Regions from separate parts of the Macaca mulatta genome. Here region 2 is linked to region 1. Evidence: chromatin contacts called from public Hi-C data. All regions are on one chromosome and are shown on one strand. The core of a region is the stretch at or near the end of the contact, and the rest is flanking DNA. Distances in the headings are between cores, read along the strand shown.

The links. Hi-C and Micro-C count contacts between places; a contact is called where the count stands out from the background.
Region 2: a contact with region 1 is called in a Hi-C map of fetal cortical plate, with 6 times the contacts expected there. The contact joins the enhancer-like site here to the promoter of TRABD2A in region 1. A contact is called at or near these places in 8 of 14 Hi-C or Micro-C datasets (CD4 T cells, blood, cortical neurons and 4 more).

What each region holds. Positions count from the first base shown.
Region 1 is chr13:39,527,746-39,533,027 of T2T-MMU8v2.0, forward strand. TRABD2A (TraB domain containing 2A) reads left to right here and starts at 2,910. Exons shown (of 7, transcript XM_077959158.1): 1 at 2,910-3,016. The coding sequence starts at 2,972.
Region 2 is chr13:39,936,244-39,941,525 of T2T-MMU8v2.0, forward strand. All of the region lies in intron 1 of DNAH6 (dynein axonemal heavy chain 6), which reads right to left. Among named protein-coding and RNA genes, the nearest start is that of DNAH6, 33 kb to the right of the region's middle. Within about 2 kb of position 2,363, at least 4 of the 40 cell types and tissues checked have an H3K27ac peak or open chromatin away from gene starts, as enhancers often do. A contact at or near this core is called in fetal cortex germinal zone and fetal cortical plate, where this site is marked.

The sequences.
Region 1 (5,282 bases), core at 1,660-4,159:
CAAACTCGGTGGCTTAAAGCAGCACACATTTATTTTCCCAGTTGCTTTGGATCAGGAGTGTAGACATAGCTTAATTGAGTCCTCTGCTTGGGGTCTCACAAGGCTACAGTCAGGGTGTTGTTGGCTAGGACTGGATTCTCATCGGAGGCTCAACTGGAGAGGGATCTGCTCCTGAGCTCACTTAGGTTGTTGGCAGAATTCATGTCTTCATGGCTGTAGGACTCATGGCAACTTGCTTATCTAAAGAGAGCAATGGAGACAGAGACTTTAGAAGACTAGCACTATATGTTTAAGTAGTCATGTACAAGTAATCACAGCACAGGTCATAACCTTTGCCACATGTCATCGTTAGAAGCAAGTCTCAGGTTCTGGTTACAGTAAAGGACAGGGCATGAAACGTAAGTGTGAATATCAGGAGGGACAACCAAGGGGACCTGTCACCACACCTGTGATGTCCTGACCGCCTAGGAAAATCCGTGGATGGCTGCAGGTCAGTGAAGCCAGGTAGAAAAAGTCCGGGTGAAGGCACAGAGGTGTTGCTGAAGCTGTAACAAATCCTCTGCATACTTTGAAAACTTTATTTTTTAGGGTAAATCTGATTTTGGGGAAAGAGCAAAAAAGTATCCACAGTATAATTTTCTCAGGTACTGCTATGAAGGGGATAAGCCTCATAGGTTTGTATAAATTCAGAAAGTCATTACTAGGGGCACAAAAGAAGCACTTAAGAGTAGGTGGACCTAAGGGGATGCTATGCTTTGAAAGTGTCCTCCAAAAGCATGTGTTGGAAACTTAATCCCTAATGCAACATTGTTGGGAGCTGGGGCATCATTGGAGGCCTTCACTCTCACGACCTCATGAATGGCTTGAAGCTGACTTTAGCTCTCAATCTTGATTCCTCTCTCTTTCTCGCTCTCTTGTCCTCTCACCTTCCACAATGGGGTGATGCAGTAAGGAGGCCCTTGCAAGATGCCAGGCACCTTGGTCTCAGATTTTCCAGCCTCCAAAACTGTAAGGAACTACATTTCTGCTCTTTATAAATGACCCAGTCTGTGGTATTCTTCTATAGCAGCACAAAATGGACTAATACGAGAGAGTTGCCAAGGATATCAACCATACATGAAATGGAAAAGAGAAAGGACCAGGGGAAGGTTCAGAAGCAATTCAGGGCTCTGGCAATGGGTGGCCAGAGGTATGGTCCAGTAACAAAGCTCAAGTTAAGGAGCTGAACTTGATCCAGAAACTCTGCAGATAGGCAGAGAGGTCATAGGTACATTTAACATCTCCTTCCTAACCAGGAAGGGAAAGGCAGAAAGGCCTGCAACCCAGATGTCTGGATGAGGCAAGTGAGGACCAGGCCATGTCAGCCTGTTCTGGGTCAGCACTATGGGATGATAGTGGACTTAGGAATGTCTGTGGAAGCAATGTAAGTAGAGTAGATGTGATTCTACAGGATGTTTGGATACCGAGTGTCTTACAGAATAAATCCTACTTGATGACGGGTGTGGCTAAGAGAAAAAACAAAAACAAAACAAAACGAAAAAAACCCCACTTCATTTAAAAAATGTCAGAACCAAACAAAATTATCTAGGTACTTTGGATGTGGATGATATTTCATGCTCAGTATCTGACCATATGCTGAGCCATAAAACAAGTCCCAATGAATTCCAAATAATCAAAATCATACAGAGTATGTTTTCTGATTACAATGGAATACAATGGAATTGGATTATAAATCTATTGATATTGCAAAAAGCACAATTGCTTTTGCACCAACCTAATATTTAGGAAAATTCCATAATTTGGAAATCAACCTACTTCTAAATAATCCACGGGCAAAGAAGAAAATCACCAGGGAAAGTAGATAATGAAAGATAATGAAATACAGTTTTTCAAAATTCGGGTGATGTAGCTAAAGCAGTGCTTATAGGGAAATTTATAGCTTTAAATGCTTATATTACAAAAGCAAGAAGGCTTAAAGTCAGTGACTTAAGGTACCACCTTAAGAAGGCAGAAAAAAAGCAACCTAAACCCAAAAGTAAACAAACAGAAGGAACTAACAAAGGTAAGAGCAGAAACCAACAAAATGAAAGAGAGACAAACAATAGGAGAAAATGAACAAATTCAGCTATGTTTTGTGTGGTCAGAGAGAGCTGGGCTACTCTCTGTTCACACAGATTGATACATTTGGAGTGGGAGAGAGAACATGAAATAATAGGTAATTACATCCTTTCGAGGTTTTCTTTCTTTCTTTTTATTTTTTTAAATAAGAGACAGGGTCTCCCTATGTGGCCCAGGCTGGAGTGCAGTGGTGTGATCTTAGCTCAGGGCAACTTAAGTTCTTGATGCTTTTTGCTTTTCCCCCTCACAACCGAAAGAGAACGTTTTTGCCAGCAGGTGGCAGCGCTGGCGCCTGAAAACGCCAAAGAGCAGCGTCCTGGGTTGGCCCGGAGACTAATGATCGCCGCCGGGCTGACATGGGGCAGTCATCTGAAGACAGGAGACAGTCAATTCCAGAAGGCAAATCCCCACTCAAACTTAGAAAAAAGTTAGCGATTTTACAAAAACATCTGAACCGTAACTGCTGGTGGAGTTAAAGCTCGAAAGACTTGGCTCTTCAAAGCCAGGGATTCTTTACCGGAAAGCTGGAAACCGGCTTCAGAAAACCTCTCCCCGCATTGTATGCAAATCTGCCCCCCTCTTTTTTCTTTTTCCCTAGGAGATCGTCCAGTTATCAGATTCTCAAAATGGACAGCGACTTAAAACAATTAAAGACCATTGCAACAAATGCCCCTGCGAACACCACTCCGAAGTTAATCGTGCAGAATTCTGGACTTTAAAAGGTGGTGGTAAAGTGCGCTCAGGCATGGGTAGGAAGTGCGGCAGGCGGGGCACAACTACTTGCTTTTATAATTTTTTTTCTTCCTGATGGACCAATGCTGTGAAAAATCCTCAGTGGGGCTTTGGAGCCGAAATGGAGCGACTGCAGTCTGCAGGCCTGCTATGTTCGCCAATCAAGGTTTTCTCATAAATTTCCTTTTTTAATCCTTGTAGCAATCCTCTGAGTTTGGTGTTAACATCCTTAATATTATTCCCAAAAATCCCTTAAGAGGGCTCTTAATGGAGTGCAGGCTTTTGTGGTCCTGGATTTTCAAAACTTCCATGAGATTTCCTTTGTTTAAATGAATTGTCCTTTATAGATAGCCTTTCATTTGTTTATTTTGTCTGCCTCTTTCAATCAAGAGGCACCCTCCCCTCAAAATTGGCAGCACAAGCACAGACGTAAACGCGGGAACCAATGTGATTTTAGGTTGAATTTAGGACAGCGCTGGAACTTCACTTTTCCCCTCTTGCGGTCACACGAGGTGGGCTGCGGCCCGGGCAGGGTTTGGGCGGGAGAAACGCGGTTCGGGACTCGGCGGCAGCCTAGGCGCGGGGCTGACCTGCGGGGTTGGGGTGGGGGGAGGGAGGTCGGGGCCCGGCCCCACGTGGCCGCCGCTGCCGGGCTCACCCCAGCCCCGCCCGGAGGCGGCACCGCGGCTCCGGCTAGCCAGGGCGGGCGGCCGGCCACTGCTGCCCTACTCCTTCCCTCTGCGTTCCGGGCCTCGGAGCCGCCGTGAGGAGGATGAGTCCCTGGAGCTGGTTCCTGCTGCAGACCCTCTGCCTCCTGCCCACGGGCGCAGCTCAGCGGCACGGGGCGCCTGGAGCCGCCAACTGCGAGCTCAAGCCCCAAGTAAGACGCGCGTCGGGTGCTGGAGAGGTGGCCTCTCTGCACCTCCTTGGGATGGTTTCCCTCCGAACCCCGCGAAGCAGCGCTTTCGGACCCCGAGCCGACTTCCGCAGCTGGGCTTTCACCTAGCACCTCGGCGCTCCTTGCTCGCGCGCCTTTCCGTGCCCTCGGGTTCCCCTTTCCCGCAGGGGCGCGGCCAGCAGGCTCCAAGGGACTCAGTGCCCTGGCCTTTGCCCTCCGCCAGCCCAAGGGCGTCCGGGGGGCCCCTGGGGTCTCGCCAGCCATTTTCGCGAGCTTTCGGGGGACCGATCCGCTAGGGCGTAGCGGAGCAGTAACTTGGGCACATTTATTTGAAGTTTCTTCTTCCCTCTCTTCCTTAAGCGTTTAATTTCACCTGCTCTTATCAAAATATTAACAGCGCCCTGCAGCTGCTTGGTTTAACCTTTATATGTTCAGTGCCTGAGTTAGAAGGGACTTTAGGGAGTTGAAGCCATTTCCCTTGTTTTACGGATCTGGGAAACTGACACTCAGCGGGGGACCTGTGTGCTCCAGGTCACAGAGTGCGTTCGTGGAGTGACCACTGCCTGAGCCTTGCGTGTCCAGCCGGGCGCTTTAGATGTTCGCATCAGCGTTTTGCAGGTGAGGGAAACCCAGGCAAGGGAGGTCCAGCTCTATAGCGGACAGGTCTTGCGTCTCCGAGGCTGGAGCTCCGAGGCTGGAGCTCTTTCGAGATGAATATCTCCTTCTCTGATCAGTTTTCCTACCCTTATAATTTTCTGTGGTTCTCGAGTCCCTCTCTTCTGAGTGCGGCATAGGTTGAATTTCGAGCATTTGTTCCGGTGGGTTTGATCTCTGTGCGTCCCTGGCTCTGGGGAGGGCCATGCCAGGCTTATCCTTCTGGTGCGCCCGCGACGCGGGGGTTTGGGGGGTTTGGGGGTGGGGGGAGTGGGGCTGGAATTTAGAGGTCCGCCCATCTTTGATGACACCTGCGCAGCTCCCCGGTCTGCCTCTACCCCTGGCCATTCGCAATTCTATTCCTCATCCCAACTGCCGCAAAGCAGAGGACGGCCAAATACAGCCGATCCTGGAGCTCGGGGCTGGCTGGGAAGACGCACGGTGTTCACCTCTCTAAGGTGTCTTGAGTCTGCGGACAGCCCTCTACCAAGGCAGGAAGCGCAGCAGCTGGAGAGGGGAGTCTGCAACCAGGCATGGTTTCAAACTCTGTTTCGGAGTGGCCGCTTCATGCTTGTTAGACAAGGCAGGAGTCCATCTCCTCACAAGAAAGCACGATGTCTTTCACTTCTGTAAAACCTATTACCAACGGGTAATTATGACGAGTGAGTCAGGATAAGATTTCTCTCCTTTAGAATCTGTCTTTATGAGTCCTTTAGTCCATCGGTTGTCCTACCTTTTGGTCTCAGGACTCCTTTACATTACAAAAAATTATCAAAGAAGCCCGGCATGGTGGCTCACTCCTGTAATCCCAGCACTTTGGAAGGCTAAGGCGATGGATCTCTTGAGCCCAGGAGTTGCAGACCAACCTGGGCAACATGGG
Region 2 (5,282 bases), core at 1,113-3,612, 410 kb after region 1:
TTCTGATGTCCAGGCCACACATCATACGAATTAAACTAAGAGTGAGATATCCAGACATTGATACTTTTTCTAAAGTGTCCCCTACCCCAGGTGATTCCACACAGACACCTCCGAGAGCCTCTGCCACAGCAGCTTGCTATTCAAGGTGTGATCCATTGACTAGCAGCATTGGTATCACCTGAGAGCTTGCTAGTCCTGCAGAATCTCAGATCCTGCTCCAGACCTCATGAATCAAACTGTATTTTAATAATTCCCAGGTGGTTCAGTTCATATTAAATTTTAGAAGTGCTGCTACGGAGAATAGAATTGGTGTCCAGTAGGCCTGCTGGCTATGGAAGGCTGGAATGGTGCCTGGAAGGTGAGTTTCTCATCTTTGATCACGTCCAGTTACAGGGAAATGCATTATATCTGTGCCTCTGTTAGAGAGTTCTAATTTTCAGAAAGTTCTGTTTTGGGTAGATGTCAAAATCTACTCTATAGTCACTTCTACAAACTGTCCCTGGGGTTTTTTGTTTTTTGCTTTTTGTTTTTAATGTTTGAATGCAGATATTATTCTACCCTTAATTTTCCTTCTTTAAATCTCTCTCTCCTAAACTTCTGGTTTCTTTAGTCCATGTATGATAGTTTTGCAGAACTCTCTAATAATTCTACACTAAAAATGGCTTTTGGGACAGAAAGTGGGATTTTGAATGTGATATGACATAATGAGTACAGTAGGAAAATGATATCCCTTCATCTAGGAATTCTACTAATGTCTCCTTTTTGCTTCCTGAAAATCAGGATATTAGTCATGGCCTTTGTCAGATGCTACATTATAGAGAATCTGTATCCAGCAAACAAATCAACACTGATGGTCCCAGGGTCTCAGATCATTCATATGCTACCACTAATAGTGTCCTGAGCTCTCAGAGACAGACCAATGTGTGAGTCCTGGGCTGAGGTTTTTTGGACCTTTGTCTCCAGTGGAGCCAGACTCTTGTCCCCCACCCCCTTCTCCTAGGACCACATCCTTTCACAAAGACAGCCCTTCCCTCAGTGTGGCCGTCGGGGAAAACCTACAAACTGCAACTGCTGCCTCTGATCTCACTCTGTCCATTCTGTCTTGCCTTTGAGTCCAAACTCAAACTAATGACAACCACTCCTGTTCTTACTGTGGCCTTAGTCCCTCGTGCTTGACCATAACACACCTGTGTGCCTTGGTGGGGAGCCTTGTCTGTTGTTACGGTCTCTTAAAACTGAACAAACAGCCTATCGTGGACCCGTTTCATATCAGTTCTCCTTGTTAGAATATTTGATCTCAGCATCTCACCCCTTTACTCATCTTTGGGCCTGAAGCTGTTGTGTCTAACAAGGATGTCCCAGCCTAGATTCCTCTTGAACCATCTGCGTCACTTGCATAGCCATTTAGTCTTCTAGTGCTGATTCCTTCTGGAGCCGTTCAGTGATGACTCATTTACATAACTTTTTAACTACAGGAATTTCAACTATGTAGGCTCGGCCAACGATTTTTGCTTATAGAGTTCAAATTAGCACAGCATCTTGGAGAGAAATTTTTCAGCATTTGTTGAGTTTTGAAAGCTACGTGTATCTTTTAAAGGTAGTTTCTCTTTTATAAATTTGACTTTAAAAATATGTGATCAGAGGCACAAAGATATTTATTTAAGGATTTTTATGGAAGCTATATTTAAATAAAATATAGTATCTAAACTATAATTCCCAATAAGTTGCTCTAGCCAATTAAAACAAAGAAGGAGAGCTATATGTATCGACATGAAATGAGGCAATATACTCAATATAGTGTTAAGTGAAAATGTGAGTTTCAGAATATTATACATTATTTCATTTTGTTTAAAAATATACATATGGTATATAATCTATACTTACGGTACAGAATCTGTATACATATATTATCTACATATAGCACAGAGCAGGGATTAGCAAACTCTAATGTATGGGTCAAATCCAGACGTCCACCTGTGTTTTTGTAAATAAAGTTTTATTGGATCATAGCCATGCCTTTAAAATAGTAAATGAAAATATTTACTATCTGGTCCTTTAAAGAAAAGATTTTCCAACCCCTGCTATAGTAAATATATATACATATAGTATATAGAAAATATATAGAATATACAGTATATATAGAAAGTGGTCACTATGTCAAGATAAACTACCATTTTAATTTTAGGAGAGTAAATCTTCTAGAAAATTTTTCAGTGCTGTCAGCTTTTGCTTGTGTTATGATTTTGTAGTGTGTGTCATTATTTTTTATTATCTTTAGACATATTGGAACTCAGTACGTTAATACTAGAAAGACTCCAGAAATTGTGGTTTCAAATGGTAAGAAGATAGCGACACACAGTGGGCAACAGCAGTAAGCTCTGAGAATTACATTCCCTGAGGCACTTAGGTATTTGGATAAAAAGTGTATGACAAGCTTATTCCCACAGATGTAAGAGCAATATGGCATTTTGACTATACCAAACTACTTTTATTTCTTCTTAAAACCCCACTACAAGAATTTCTTTAAAGTTGGAAACTCAGAAAAATTAGGAGAATGGGAAAAGAAACAAAAATATGAAGTATGAATGGTAAGTGATTTAACAGACACAAAATAAAGGTGGACTCTAAGCAATGGTGAGAAAAGAGAATAACCAACTAATATATATAATAGAATCCTTGAAGCCTCTGGAATTCATGGCACCACACAGGTCTGGAAATAAGGGTTTAAACAAGGGGACTGGTTGACAGTCTGTTCAAGGATTGAATGAGTCTTCAGATTTGCTCCATCCTCCTCCAATCCCAGGACAAGACTGGAAATTTATTCTCTGGAGTGAGTAAAACAGAATGTCTCTACTCTAAGGGACAGTAGGCACTGTCCTTAAGGTACCCAAAGGTGGGTAACCTACTAAAAACAGTGTCGTTATCTGAATGTGAACATGCAAAATGACAAGATCACCCAACCCTCTTTCCCTTCTTAGCTCCCAGAATGGTGACATAGTGTGTTGAATCATTTCAATTTTCTTTAGACCTAAGGCATTCCCAGGATGGGGTCTTTCTGTTTTAAAATTCTGATAGGCCTGAGCAAACAAGGATGAGCTGGTTACCCTAGCCTCAAAGCACTGGTAGTTAGACCTCCACTTTCTGAGCAGTAGACTGGGAGAATCTTCTTGGAGAAATTTGACCAGCGCAAGGGGAAAGACCTGAATGTGTGGGCAGCCAGGTTCTACGACTAAGTGACCCAGCCAGATCAACCCTGCAGTGAAGCATACAGTAAACAAGTTTTACCTGGGTACTGTTTTGTGTTTTTAGACCCCCTGTCTTAAAAATAGGCAGACAACTAAAGACTGTTAGAAAATTCAAGGAAAGCCTCTAACACCAAAGACAGAAACCAAAACATTCAACAGAAAAAAACAACTTGAGAGGTAGGCACATGATTCAAAATGCAATGATCAGAGTCTTTATCTTGAATTTTAAAATGTGGATCTGGGAGAAAGAACACTTCTTCTGCAGTCCCAGCCATCATGTCCACAATGAAGGTAGAATGAAGGGAATAAGGTTATACTTATACTCGTCCCTTTATAGCAAAAAAGTAAAAGCTCTCCCAGAAGCTCCTATGTTTGATTTGGACTTATGTCTCATTGGATCCAATAGTCACACTTTGCTGAAAGGAATGCTGAGAAAGTAGAGAACAGAATTGTTGTAAGTGGCTTTTAACAGTCATGATCTACTCCCTGGGCTCATGGCCACTCCCCCTCGCACCCTAAAAAAGAAACAACTTAGGATTCTACTGACAAGAAAGAATAGGCAAAAAAGAAACTATATGGAAAATATGTCTGCCACAGGAACCAAAGTAAGAGGTTAAAATGTTAAAAATATAGTTGAAACTGGAACTCACATACATTGCTGGTGGAAATACAAAATGATACAGACACTGTGAAAAACAGTTTGACAGTTTCTTATTAAGGTAAAAATACGCTCTCTGGATTACTTGCCTACTCCACTCCTGGAGAGTTTCCTAGGTAAAATAAAAATGTATGGTTACCTCAAAACCTGTATTGCAGATGTTTTATAGCTACCTTATTTTTAATCTCCAAAACTGGAAGCAATCTGAAGATCTATCAATGGATGAACTGATAAACAAACCACGGTACATTTACCCAATGTACTATACAACTCAGCAATATAAAGGAACAAACTACTAATATGCATCAACTTGGATGAATCTCAAATGCATTATGCTAAGTGAAAGAAACCCAAGTAAAATTATATATTCATGGGCCGGGGCAGTGGTTCACACCTGTAAATTGGCACTTCGGGAGGTGGAGGTGGGTGGACACTCGAGGTCAGGAGTTTGAGACCATCGTGGCCAACATCGTGAAACCCCGTCTCTACTAAAGATATAAAAATTAGCCAGGTGTGGTGGCTTACACCTGTAGTTTCAGATACTCGGGAGGATGAGGCAGGAGAATCACTTGAACCCGGGAGGTGGAGGTTGCAGTGAACTGAGATAGTGCCACTGCACTCCATCCTGGGTGACAGAGTGAGACTCCATCTTAAAAATAAATAATATATTCATAATTCTACTCATATTCATTCTGGAAAAGGCAAAACTATAGCGATAGAAAATAGGTCAGTGATTACCAAGGGCTAGAGGTAAGAGGAGGGTTGACTTCAGTGAAGCATGGGGCAAATTTGGGAGATAAGGGAGGAGTTCTATATTTTGATTGTGGTGATGGTTATATGACTGGGTACCTTTTTCAAAATGCAAAGAATTGTACAGTAAAAGGGTGCTGTTTACTGAATATACATTAAATTATACAAGAAAAAGCGGAAAAGAAAAGAAAGAAAAAGAGAAAGAAAAGAAAGGAGAAGGAAAAGAAAGAGTCAGAAAGAAAGAAACCATGCAGCTAAGGCTTTCTGGAAGAAGTTGCACAATAACATGAAAGTTGAACACTAAAGACATATCCTATTTCTGCGGAAAACAGTATGTGGTAGATACAAACATTTCTGCTGCTGCTTCAGGCCAAAAAGTCCAAGTATTAAAGAAATGTAAACAACTGAAAAAATGCTTTGTTCTGGGATTCATAGTGTATGGTGGGGGTATTGGTCTTCACTAGGGCCTGAGGGACACAAGATTCAGAAACATCAACAGCGGTGTCATTTCAAGCATCTGTTGATAGTGAGTCTCTATGTTAGTGGTTCTCAAAGTGTGTTCCCTGGGCAGCAGTATCAGCATTACCTGGGAACTTGTTAGAAATGAAAATTTTGCAGCCCCATCTGAG